Regions from separate parts of the Sus scrofa genome. Here region 1 is linked to region 2. A link is a contact called in public promoter capture Hi-C data. All regions are on one chromosome and are shown on one strand. Each heading gives the region's core, a stretch centred on a gene start, on an enhancer-like site or on the middle of the called end of the contact. The rest is flanking DNA. Distances are from core to core; before and after follow the strand shown. Region 1 holds the start of MCRS1 (microspherule protein 1). Region 2 holds the start of KMT2D (histone-lysine N-methyltransferase 2D).

Evidence for each region. Promoter capture Hi-C pulls out the DNA fragments that hold promoters and counts their contacts.
Region 1: a promoter capture Hi-C map of liver shows a contact between it and region 2, with 2.1 times the contacts expected there. The contact joins the promoter of MCRS1 here to the promoter of KMT2D in region 2. A contact is called at or near these places in 1 of 5 promoter capture datasets (liver) and 1 of 47 Hi-C or Micro-C datasets (heart right ventricle).

What each region holds. Positions count from the first base shown.
Region 1 is chr5:15,523,739-15,529,330 of Sscrofa11.1, forward strand. MCRS1 (microspherule protein 1) reads right to left here and starts at 2,829. Exons shown (of 13, transcript XR_002343937.1): 1 at 2,684-2,829; 2 at 1,056-1,496; 3 at 729-867; 4 at 246-384.
Region 2 is chr5:15,090,126-15,095,512 of Sscrofa11.1, forward strand. It overlaps KMT2D (histone-lysine N-methyltransferase 2D), which reads right to left and starts at 1,497. Exons shown (of 56, transcript XM_021091593.1): 1 at 1-1,497. It overlaps RHEBL1 (GTPase RhebL1), which reads right to left. Exons shown (of 7, transcript XM_021091594.1): 5 at 5,382-5,387; 6 at 4,956-5,037; 7 at 4,273-4,795. The coding sequence ends at 4,706.

The DNA.
Region 1 (5,592 bases), core at 1,579-4,078, 430 kb after region 2:
TCCATGCCTCCCACACAGAATGTGATACAGGATGCACTGACACGGTGGCGGCGGGGGTGCGGCAAGAAAGGGGGAGCAGCGAGAGGTGGGCTCCCAGGAGGGAGGCATATGAGGCTGGGGCTGGGGCAGCCCGATCCTCTCACAGGCCTCCTCTGCAGGGTTCTTCCCAGCTGGTGCGGGTTGCAGGGAAGACATGAAATCCGGCACCGCTCTCTCCCCACTGCCCATGTCTCCCAGTCCCTCACCTTCTTCTTCTCACTGGAGGAAGGCTCACTCCCCGAACAGCGCCCTGGTTCCACCCCACTGGCCCCCTTCGCCCGGGTAGAGGACTTAGCCAGGCTGCTCTCCACCAGCTCGTCATCAAACTTCTTCCTCTTGATGAACCTGCGAAGAGTCCTACCCAGTGAGCACCCCAGGCCTCTGCAGCCACTCACACACTCCCAGCCTCCAAAAGAGAGCAGGTCCCCAGCAGGCAGGGTGCTAACTGCTCCAGCTCAGTGGATGGGGCCTAACTGCCAGACTCCATCCCTCTGATGGGACAGAGATTCCACGTCAAAGACCTTTGATCTCCCTCCCTCGCTCTCAGTCCCCTGGGGAGGGATTTAGCAGGAACAGGAAAAGCACAAGGCTCTGCCAACACCTAGGCCCCAGAGGGGCTCAGGGAGCCATTCCCAATCGGGGTGAGAGCATGCAGGGGTCTCAGTCTCTGGCCCTCTGACTCTTATTACCTGGAGGAGCTTCTCCGTTTAGGGATGGTGCCCAAGGCCTGTGAGGAGGCCCGCTTCTGCCCTGCCAGCGACTCCTCATCCTCTGAGCGGCTGGCAGTGCCTGATGCCATCAGGGATGAATCTAGCAGCCCCTGAGAATCTAGAAAGAGAGAAGCAGTGAACGCAAGCCTCCTACGTACCTAACAGAGCCTTGAGCCTCTGCAATGGGACCCCTCCTCAGCCCCCCACTTCCCCTACCAGTCCTCTTGGCCCCGCCCTTGCTTCCCTGACACTTGAGGTTTTAAGGTGGGAGTTCCTTGGCCATCCAGATCCCATCTGGGCCCAGACCTTCCACGCTGGGCAGTTCTCCCGGTGCCACGTGTCATGTCGTGCAGCACATGGTGCTCAGGTCAGACTGGTGATGCCGACACACCGGGCTCTGGGCATAACTGCTCCCTCTGCCATCAAAATGCAGCCATGCCAAAGAGCGGCAGCTCAACAGCAAGTCAGTCAATTGTGGCCTCTGCCGAGAGGTACGTGGGTGGTGCTGGCCCAGGGGGAGGTGGCAATGCCCAGCCAGGACCGAAAGACACACGTGCCAGGCACGGGGTGGAATCAGCAGATGCTTGGCGCCCGAGCGTTTGGGGAGCTGGCCCGGCCTCATACTACCTTTGTCCATCCTCTTACAGTCCCAAAGCCACTGGTTCCAAACCACAAGGCTAGGAGGAAGGGTCCCACAGGCTCATCCAAGGATTCTGACCAGGTGAGCTTGGAGGCTGAAAGGAGATTCTGCAAAGGAGAAATGAGGCTCCCTGAGGCTCAGGTTTCCAACTGGCCAGCATCACCCCTTTATACTGGAACAGGTCCCCCAGGACCCCGTAAGCTAGGGAGGACACTAAGAGATGACACACAGGCTCTCTTCTACCAAAACGACCCTGACAAACCAGTACTCTTCTGAAGGTCGCTAACATCTCTGAGTCAGTGACAAAAGGCAGGGACCCTAGAAAATTTACACATTTTAGGGTGTTCACAAACCCCTCTAATTCTACTCATAGCCCCTAGGGTAAGGGCCTTGACTATAAAGCAGCAAGAAACGAGGGATTCTTGGCTTCCTTTTTGTCAGCTGCCCACTCAACTCTAACAGCACCACCCTTCCCCTCTCAGACCAAAGCAGGGACAAGGAAAGGGAGACAGAACTCCAACGAATCCATCTCACTTTTTTTTTCATTTGCAGCTCTGGCTGAAGATTTAGTGGGTGGTACCTCGTGGGAGCTAAAAAAAAGCGGTTTTGGAACTGAGCAAATATCAAACCGCCCTGGAAGGCCCTCCGCTAACCCCCAGAGAGCTCAGGTAGAGGAGACTCAGGGCGCGCCGCTTGCGGGTCCCGCCCCTTTTGACCAGCGCGGCTCTTCCGGCAGCGTCCGGCCCTGCCCCCAGGTGCGCTCGTCACGCCGCTCCAGTGGATACGGCTGGGAATCTTGCCACCTGGGGAAAGGGTGAAGGGCCCCAATTCTGCAGGTAAACTGAGGCAGGGTCTGGACGCCCTTTCTTCTGCCCTCCGCGCCTTGTTCTCACCCCAAGTGCACACCCAAGGTGGGGAGGTTAGTCTAGGTCTATTTCAGGGGCTCGGGATAGGGGTGGCGATGAAGACGGCCCTACAACTCAAAAGCAAAGCACCGAGTGAACCCCGAAGGTCTCGCAGCCTTGGTTTAAGCCCCACAGGCCGATGGTGGGGGAAGGGAATCCACTCCCAGGCCAAGTCTCACCCCACCTTTGGCATGCCACCTTTGCGCATGCGTAACTTCTCGGGCCAGCTTCTGGTCCGATCCAGCCCACGCATGCGCAGATTTTCGGGGCGCTACCTGGGCGGGGCCCCAAACCTGGGGGAGGGGGGTCGTCCCCGATGGCACTCTGGGAAACTCCATTTCACCCTCAACTCTGTTCGGAAGCCCCAAAGGCGAACCGCAAGGTCTCACCATTCCTAGGCTGCCAGCTCCAACAATTTCTCCGCGGCGACGGCAGCAGCCGCAGGGCCAAAGCCGGCTTCCGTGAGCTTCGTCTACTTCCGGGGCTAGGAACTAGGGGCTGCGCAACCCCTTCCGGCTTGCCCGGGCCACGTGAGTAAGGGGGCGTGGCCACGGCAGCGAAGGAGTCACGTTTCGTTAATAGACGAACTTAAAAGCGTTCCCAATTGGGACAGCAAATAGGGAGACAACAGGGGTTATAGGCGTCAGAGAGGTTACCTGGTTGGAGGAAACAATTAAAGGGAAAAACGGGAGTTCCCTGTTGTGGCTCAGCAGGCTAAGAACCTGGGTTAAGAACCCGACTGGTATCCACGAGGATGCGAGGTCCAGCTCCGGCCTCGTTTAGTGGGTTAAGGATCCTGCGTAGCCGGGAGCTGCGGTGTAGTTTGCAGACCGGCTCGGATCTGGTGTTGCTGTGGGTGTGGCGTAGGCCGGCAGCTGCAGCTCCCATTCGACCCCTAGCCTGGGAACTTCCATAAGCTGCAGGTGCGGCCCTAAAAATAAATAGGTAGATAGAGAGATGGACAGACAGATAGGTAAACGGGGTGGAATAGCCTGAGGGGTGAGATCGACTAGGAGGTGGGACAACTTCGGGAGGGGCTGGCCCGAGGGTGGGGCCGGGAGCCAGGCTAAATTTCGGCTTCCTAATCCTGCAGCCTGAGAGATCTATGACTCTTTGATAGTTTCCCAGGACCAATTAGAGATTGTGAGATGTTTTAGAGAAACTACTCTGTGAGAGGGTCTGTGCTAGGCACAGTACAGGGAGATGATGTTGACGAGCTGGAGAGATGTGGCGTATGACATAGGCCGGGAGGTGATGTTTAAGGAACGGGTGGAAGTCCGTGTGCCATTCTCCTAGAAGGTAGAGGCCCTAGGAGAAGAACTGGGGCTCAGTTGGTTCCATCAGCCCAACCCCACCTGGATTGCTGGAGGCAGTTATGGGCCCTGGGAGGCAAGATGACCAACAGAAGCACCTTCAGAGGAGAGTGCTCTAGAATCTTGGGATGGGAGGACAAACCTATAGCAAATGTTGGGAGTTTGGGGGTGTGAGATCTGCCTTGAGAAACCAGAAAGGACTGCCCTCGAAAAGAGGGTTTCTATTTGTTTTATACTTCCTTGGAGGGGCACATAAGTGTAGTAGCTCTAGAGAAACATACTGTGGCTCAGAATAAGAGAGATACAATTCCAAAGCTGTCTACCAGCTAAGGTGGTCCCTTTAGTGGAGGTGTCAAGCATACTCTGATAATTGACACTGCCAGGGGATTCAAGTGTCAGATGGGAGGCTAGCCCTTCCAGCCCTGACAGTGTATGGTATCCCTCTGCTTCAAGAGTCCCCTCTTCAGTTGTGATCTTGCTTAATGAGTATTAACCTGTTTTATCTCCCCTGAAAGATTGTGAGTTTTCTGATACAAGGTGTGATGGACTATATTAGATATAGCATAATAGCTATACTAGGTGAGGTCTCTAAGGAGGTGACAGTTGTTGAGGGACCAATTAGGCAAAGAGCTGGGGTAAGATGACCTGGTCAGAGGGGACAGCATAGCTCCAAAGCAGAAAAGAGTTTGGTGGAGTTCCCATCGTGGCGCAGTGGTTAACGAATCCGACTAGGAACCATGAGGTTGCGGGTTCGATCCCTGGCCTTGCTCAGTGGGTTAGGGATCCGGCGTTGCCGTGAGCTGTGGTGGGGGTCACAGACGCAGCTCGGATCCCGTGTTGCTGTGGCTCTGGCGTAGGCCAGTGGCTACAGCTCCAATTGGACCCCTAGCCTGGGAACCTCCATATGCCGCGGGAGCGGCCCAAGAAATAGCAAAAAAAAAAAAAAAAAGAGTTTGGTGAGTTTGAGGGACAGGAAGGATGAGCAAGAAAAAGATGGAGAGACATGAGAACAGAGTGGTCATCAGGGTAGATCATATCCCTTGTAGTTTGTAGTGTATGGTATGGATTTTGATCTTTTTTTTTTTTTTTTTGGCGTTTTAGGGCCACGCCTAAGGCATATGGGAGTTCCCAGGCTAGGGGTTGCACTGGAGATACAGCTGTTGGCCTACACCACAGCCACAGCAACTCAGGATCCCAGCGACATCTGCAACCTTCACCACAGCTCACAGCAATGCCAGATCATCGACCCACTGAGTGAGGACAGGGATCGAACCTGCATCCTCATGGATACTAGTTGGATTCGTTTCCACTGCACCACCATGGGAACTCCCGGTCTTTATTCTTTTTTAAAAAAATATTTATTTATTAAATTTTTTTATCTTTTTGGCCATGCCCATGGCATGTGGAAGTTCCAGGGCCAGGGACTGAACCTGAGTCCCAGCAGTGACCCAAGCCACTGCAGTGACAACACCAGATCATTAACACACTGCACCACAAGAGAACTCCTTGACCTTTATTCTTAATGCATTTTAAAGCCCTTAAAGGATGGCAAGCAAAATAATCCATCCTGTAATATGACTTAATATTTTTTTCTTTTTTTTTTTTTGATGTCCTCTGGCATATGGAGTTCCTGGGCCAGGGATGGACTCTGAGCTGGAGTTGTGACCTACGCCACAGGTGCAGCAAAATGCCAGAGCCTTAACCTCCTGCACTGGGCCAGGGATCAAACCCGCCTCCTCCCTGCTGCTGCAGAGACACTGTCGATCTCGTGCCACAGCCGGAACTCCTGATTTAATTTTTTAAATTATCTCTCTGCTTGTGAAGAACGATTGTAGGGAGGCAAAAGAGGAAACAGAGATCAGATAAGAGGCTGTTGTGGCAATCCGAGCGACAGGTAAACCCAGGTGATTTAGCTGGGTTGTGGGGGCAGTGAAAAATGGACAGAAATGGTGACTTTGATGTGTATTTTGGTGGTAGAACCACAA
Region 2 (5,387 bases), core at 247-2,746:
CCCCCGCACGGGGGGGCTTAGGGGGGCCAAGAACGGTAAATCCAGGTCGGAGTGGCCACCCTTCCCCCCCCAAAAAAAGCAAGAAGCCAAAGAGGGGTTCTCTGCCTCGGGTTCCAGCAGTTTAGGTTTCCATGGACAGCCCCAGGGCGGTGAATCCCGAGCGGACACAAAGAGAGCACCGGTGGCTTTGATCTTGGGCGAGCAGGCTCCGCATCCGCGTCGCCCGGCGGCCTTTCAGTCCTAGGGCCGGGCCAGCGCCCCGGCCGCCCGCGCCGGGCTCGGGCGGAACGTCGAGGCTCTCCAGATGGAACGTCGAGGCGCCTCCCCAGCAGCCCGGAAGGAATGCCGCGCCGGCCCGCGCCGGGCCCGGATGGAACGTGAGACCCTCGCAGGAGCGCCGAGCCCCTCTCTCCGCTCGGGCCGGCGCCCCGGGGCCGCGCGAGCTACGGCGACGCGGAGCCGGCGGGGCCGCGGGGCTGAACCTGACACACACCCAGCGCCGGGCTCCTCGACCCCGAACGCTCGCCCTCGGCGGCTTCGAGCACCCCACCTTCTTCTCCCCCCCGGGAAGGGAGGAGGGTAGGTGGGCGAGGAAGAGGAAGGGGCGGGCGGTGCGAGCCCTCTGCCCGCTCCCCTCCGGCCGCTCCAGGCCCTGCGCTCGCCTCCCTTTCCCTCTGGCCTCGGGAGCTGCCCCGCCCCCGGCCTGGCCGGCTCTGATCGGCGGCACCCCCTCGACCCCCGGCTGGCTGTGATCGCGGGGGGCCTAGAGGTGCATGGCCCAACCCCGGCTCCCGGCGCCGGGGGGTCAGGAAACTGAGCGGAAAGTGGGGAACGAGGCAGCCATTTGCAACCGGAGAGGAAAGTAGTGCAGCGCGGCGCCGCTCCGCCTCCCCCCCTCCGCCTCCTGTTCGGCCGGTAGGGTGGTTCCTGCGAAGGGGCTATTTCCTGGCCCGAGATCCCGGCAGCGGTCGTGGAGATTCAGGAAGCCTCCGGCGCGAGATCCTGGGGGCCCTTTTGCCTGGGGAACCCCACTTGAGAAGGGGGAGAAAGGAGAAGACGCGGCCCTATTTTGTGTTGGAGCGGAGCGGCGGAGGGATCCAGCCCTCTCGGAGGAAAGGCTGTGACTCTGCAGTTCTACGCACACGCTGAGGGATCCCTCCGCCAATGGTTAACCCCGACCGCGCCGGGCCGGCCGCTGTGCAGACACGTGGGAATGAAGCCCCCCTCCTCTTCGCCCCGGCCCTGGAACTGCCTCTTTTACCGCCCGGCTAGTGAAACTAGGGCTCTGGCCACTTTCTAATTCCGTTTTCCCGGAGTTTTCGGCCCCTGAGACTCCAACTGCCCCTTGCCTCGGCCAGGGGCAATCTTCCCCGGGAGGGGGATGGAAGAAGAGCCAGGAGATTGGCCGCTGCTCTGCATCCTGGGAACTGGAGTCCGCAAATGGAGAAAGTGAGGCACGGCGCCTGGCGCTGCAAAGGGTGGGTTCCTGCCACGTTCGGGGGCCCAAAGGAAAGCGGATCGAGTGCCTGGTCGTTCCTTCTGGCTCTCAAACCCTCTCGAGAGGAAAGAGGACTGTTAGTGCCCCCACAATCACCTCCCCCATCAAAACATAAATGTAGAGTTTCCCGGGTGCTCCTACTCGCACCTCTAGTCTTTCTCTCCGGATCTTCAGGGCCTATGTCCCCTTTTTTAGTAAACAGAGGAGATGTAACTTGGAGCCTTGCTGCTACCTGGCCAGAATACTGTTACTCTAGACAAGATCCCAAAACACTCAACTTGCAGGCACCCCTCCCCCATTAGTCTGGATGAAAAGGGGTTGGAATAACTTCTCTGCATTAGCTGTAACCACGGCATGGATAAGAGGAGACAAATTAACAATGTGCTAGATACTTTATATCTTCTCATTCTTCACCCTCGTTATGAATTACGTGGAACTATGGCTGTATGAAGAGACTGAGGCTAAAATAGGTAAAATTGCCCAACGAATCACATCTAGTGAGAAGTTGAGCCATGCATGATTCAAATCAATGTTTTTCCTGGGGTGAGTGTGTGTTAAAATGTGGAGAAAAGCAGGCAGATCAAGTGCAGGGCTGGTTTTGTGGGAAAGGGTTTGCAGTGGTATCCAATAGAACTTTCTGCATTGATAGAAATGCACTATATCTACACTATTAATATGGCTTAGCCACATGTAGTTATTGGGCACTTTGAAATGTAGGTGGTGCAACTAAGGAACTTTTCATTTGTTTAATTTTAAAACTAAATTGAATAGGCATATGTGACTTGTGGCTTCCATATTGGGCAGTGCAGGAGACCTACATCCCTAGACCAGAGTTATAGGAGGGATCAGGACAAGGCGTGTCCTGTCCTAGTCACACACTGACATGTGCCCTGCACTTAGCCAAAAAGTCCAGCAGAGACCCCACACCTATCCCAAATATAGTGGAATAGGTTCACCAAGAGACAGAAATTTGAAAATATAATGCCTCTCCCTACTGTCTTCATCCAGAGGCAGGCAGGCAGGCCAGACCCTCACCAAAAAGACGTCCAATAACATGACAGCAAACATTTCTTACGGGTTTATTATATATAAGGAACTATGCCTAGGCATTTCATATGTCATTTCAGTTTCATTTTCACCTCAATCCTGTGAGAAAGCTTTAACTACACTTCAGAAAGGAGAAACAGAGAGGTTCAGAGGCTCAGAGAGGTTAAGTGTCTGGCCAAGGTCACAGAGCTAAGTGGAAGAGTAACTGTTTCAAGCCAACCATTAACCACTGTCCTTTACTACTAATCAGGCCTTGAGATTGTTTGATACACTTCTAGAAAACCTCAGATATGTGTTATTCTATCTCAGACCTTATGGAAATAACAGCAGAAGTGTAGGTACCCATAATGAGAATTCCAGGTCACATGTGCAAAAGGACGTCATTTTAGTGTAAGGAGAGAGGGTGATGACAACCTGACAACCATAAAGAGAATCCTAAACCTCTGAGACATTGCTCTTTGGAATATGCTCCTTCCAGCAGCCCTTATTTCTTTTTAGATTCCGGATGAGAGCTCCAAAAGCAGCTGGCAGGACTTCTGAAAACCAGCGTGACATACCATCACCCCCAACTGTAAGACTAGCTGGCTGGTCTGGAGCCAGGCAATAACAAGGTCACAGCTAAAAACCCCACCTACATTTTGTCCATTTTCCCCAACTAAGTGCATTGACAGAGTACCTCAAGTTCTTCAAGTTGCCAGGAAAGGTATGCCCTTCCTGTGAAGGCTACCATTCAAGTATCCTTATAAATCCCTGGAGAAGGTATTAGGCCAATTAGGCCCAAGGGCTACCAGGGGGGGTAGGGAGTAGAGGCCGGGTAGGACCAAACTTAGCCTTTGACACCTAAAAAAGGTAGCACAACTTCAAATGTTTGAAAGGTATGAAAGGAGCAAAGAGCATCCCTTTTATGGGTCTGAGGCATGTGGAAGTTCCCAGGCCAGGGATCGAACCATACCACGGCAGTGACAACTCCAGATCCCTAACTGCTGCACCACAAAAGCACTCCAAGAATATCCATTTTAATGAAAGGCATTGAAGACGAGGGTGGGGAGTGGGGATTGATATACATCGGGGCATTTTTTTCTTCCTTTCTCTTTTCTTTCTTTTTTTCTGGCCATGCTCCAGGGTGTTTGGAAATTCCAGGGCCAGGATCAAACCTGTAGCACAGCAGTGGCCTGAGCCACAGCAGTGACTGTGCTTGGTTCTGAACCCACTGGGCCATCAGGAAACTCCCAGGGCATTATTTCTTACTTTACTCGACTCTCTTTAGAAAGCTAAAATCTTCACAACACTTTAGTCCCTGCCTTTTCACTACTTCACTGTTCTTACATGATTAGGAACTAGGGTCTTTCTTCCTCCAGCCCAAACCCTATCCTCTCTGAGTTCCAGCAAATGCCAAGACCCCAGGAGGGAAGCTAGGTCAGCATGTGGCAGCTGGCCACTAGAGGGTGGTGTTTCTGTAGTTAAGGGGATGGTGAGCGTCTACAAATTTGGGAGGGAGTGGCAGCCAACAGGTTACCTGTATGGGCGAAAGGAGTAGAAAAGGAAAGTGGGAAAGGTGAGGAGGAGATCCTAGGGTTATGGTCCTGAATGAGTGAGGAAGAGGTAAGGAATGGTAACAAGGCAGGAAGAAAACATTTGCCCTGATTCGCTACCAAAGGCCATAGCCATCAACTCCTTGGAAAAGGAGCTGTTGGCATTGAACTCTCCCCAGATACAGAGAAGTCAACTACAAAAGGATTTCTCAGTTTATTTGCATATATACATTGTCACTCCAGAGAGTCACCTCCACTTCAGGAGTCCCCAGCTCCCCTCACCCAGCCAACATCCAAAACCTACCTAGGCAACTGGGTCCTAAATAAACAATGCCCAGGACTCAAATCCCAATCCCACAGGTTATAACAATTCATTTACTTAGCAAAGACAGAGGGCTAGAGGACACTGCCCGTGAGACATCCTTGCCCCTTTGTAAACATTGACAGCCAGGCCACGGGAGCCTGGGCAAGTGTGCAAACATGAGGGTACCACACTGTGTGCCCAGAGGGCCAGGGACACAGCTGGTAACCAAACCCGTGAGGTCCTGAGGCCCTGCCCCCCAAACCTCTGCTGGAGCCTGGCACATGCCAGGAGCAGAATCAAGGCAGCTACCCCATGCTCAAGGGTTCACATGAGATGGCAACGGTGCTCTTGGCCATATGAATTCTCCACCCGGGCAATCTCCTGGATGACTTTGGTGAAGATGCCTTGAGTCAGCTGCAAGGGATAAGAATTCAGGGCAAAAAAGTTGGTTAGTTCACTGCCAGTACTCTGAGGTGAATACCCTATACTCCCCCACCATCCCCACCACCAAGCGATGCCATAAGAAAAACACTGCTACCCCCCCCACCACCTTCCTAATCTTCAGGCCCAGCACCTGATTATCTCGAGCAGATGACTCCATAAATGTTGCACCCCAGGACTCTGCCAGCTTCTTCCCTTCAACAGCCTGGACCTCCCTGGAAGCAAATTTGGGACATGAAAATGAAGGAGAGCAATGTCCCCCATGATCTTTGCAATATCTCAGTAGAAATCAGATTTCCTCTGATCTATCTCATTCCAAGGTTTGGGAACAGGGTTGGAAGAGGAGAAAATGTAGAAAAACAAAGGAGCCTAGGACTGAGGCTTAAAATATAAAACTATAGCTTTTGCCATAAAAGGGTGATTTTGTTTTAGCCTTCAAGTTAGAAGTGAAAAGAGGTAAAATGACTGGTTCAAGTCAATGGCAGAGCCAGGACAAGGACCTGACTCATTCCTAGTTCAGCTCACTTTCCTTCGCCTGAAGCTACAGAGATTTCCGTACCTGTCT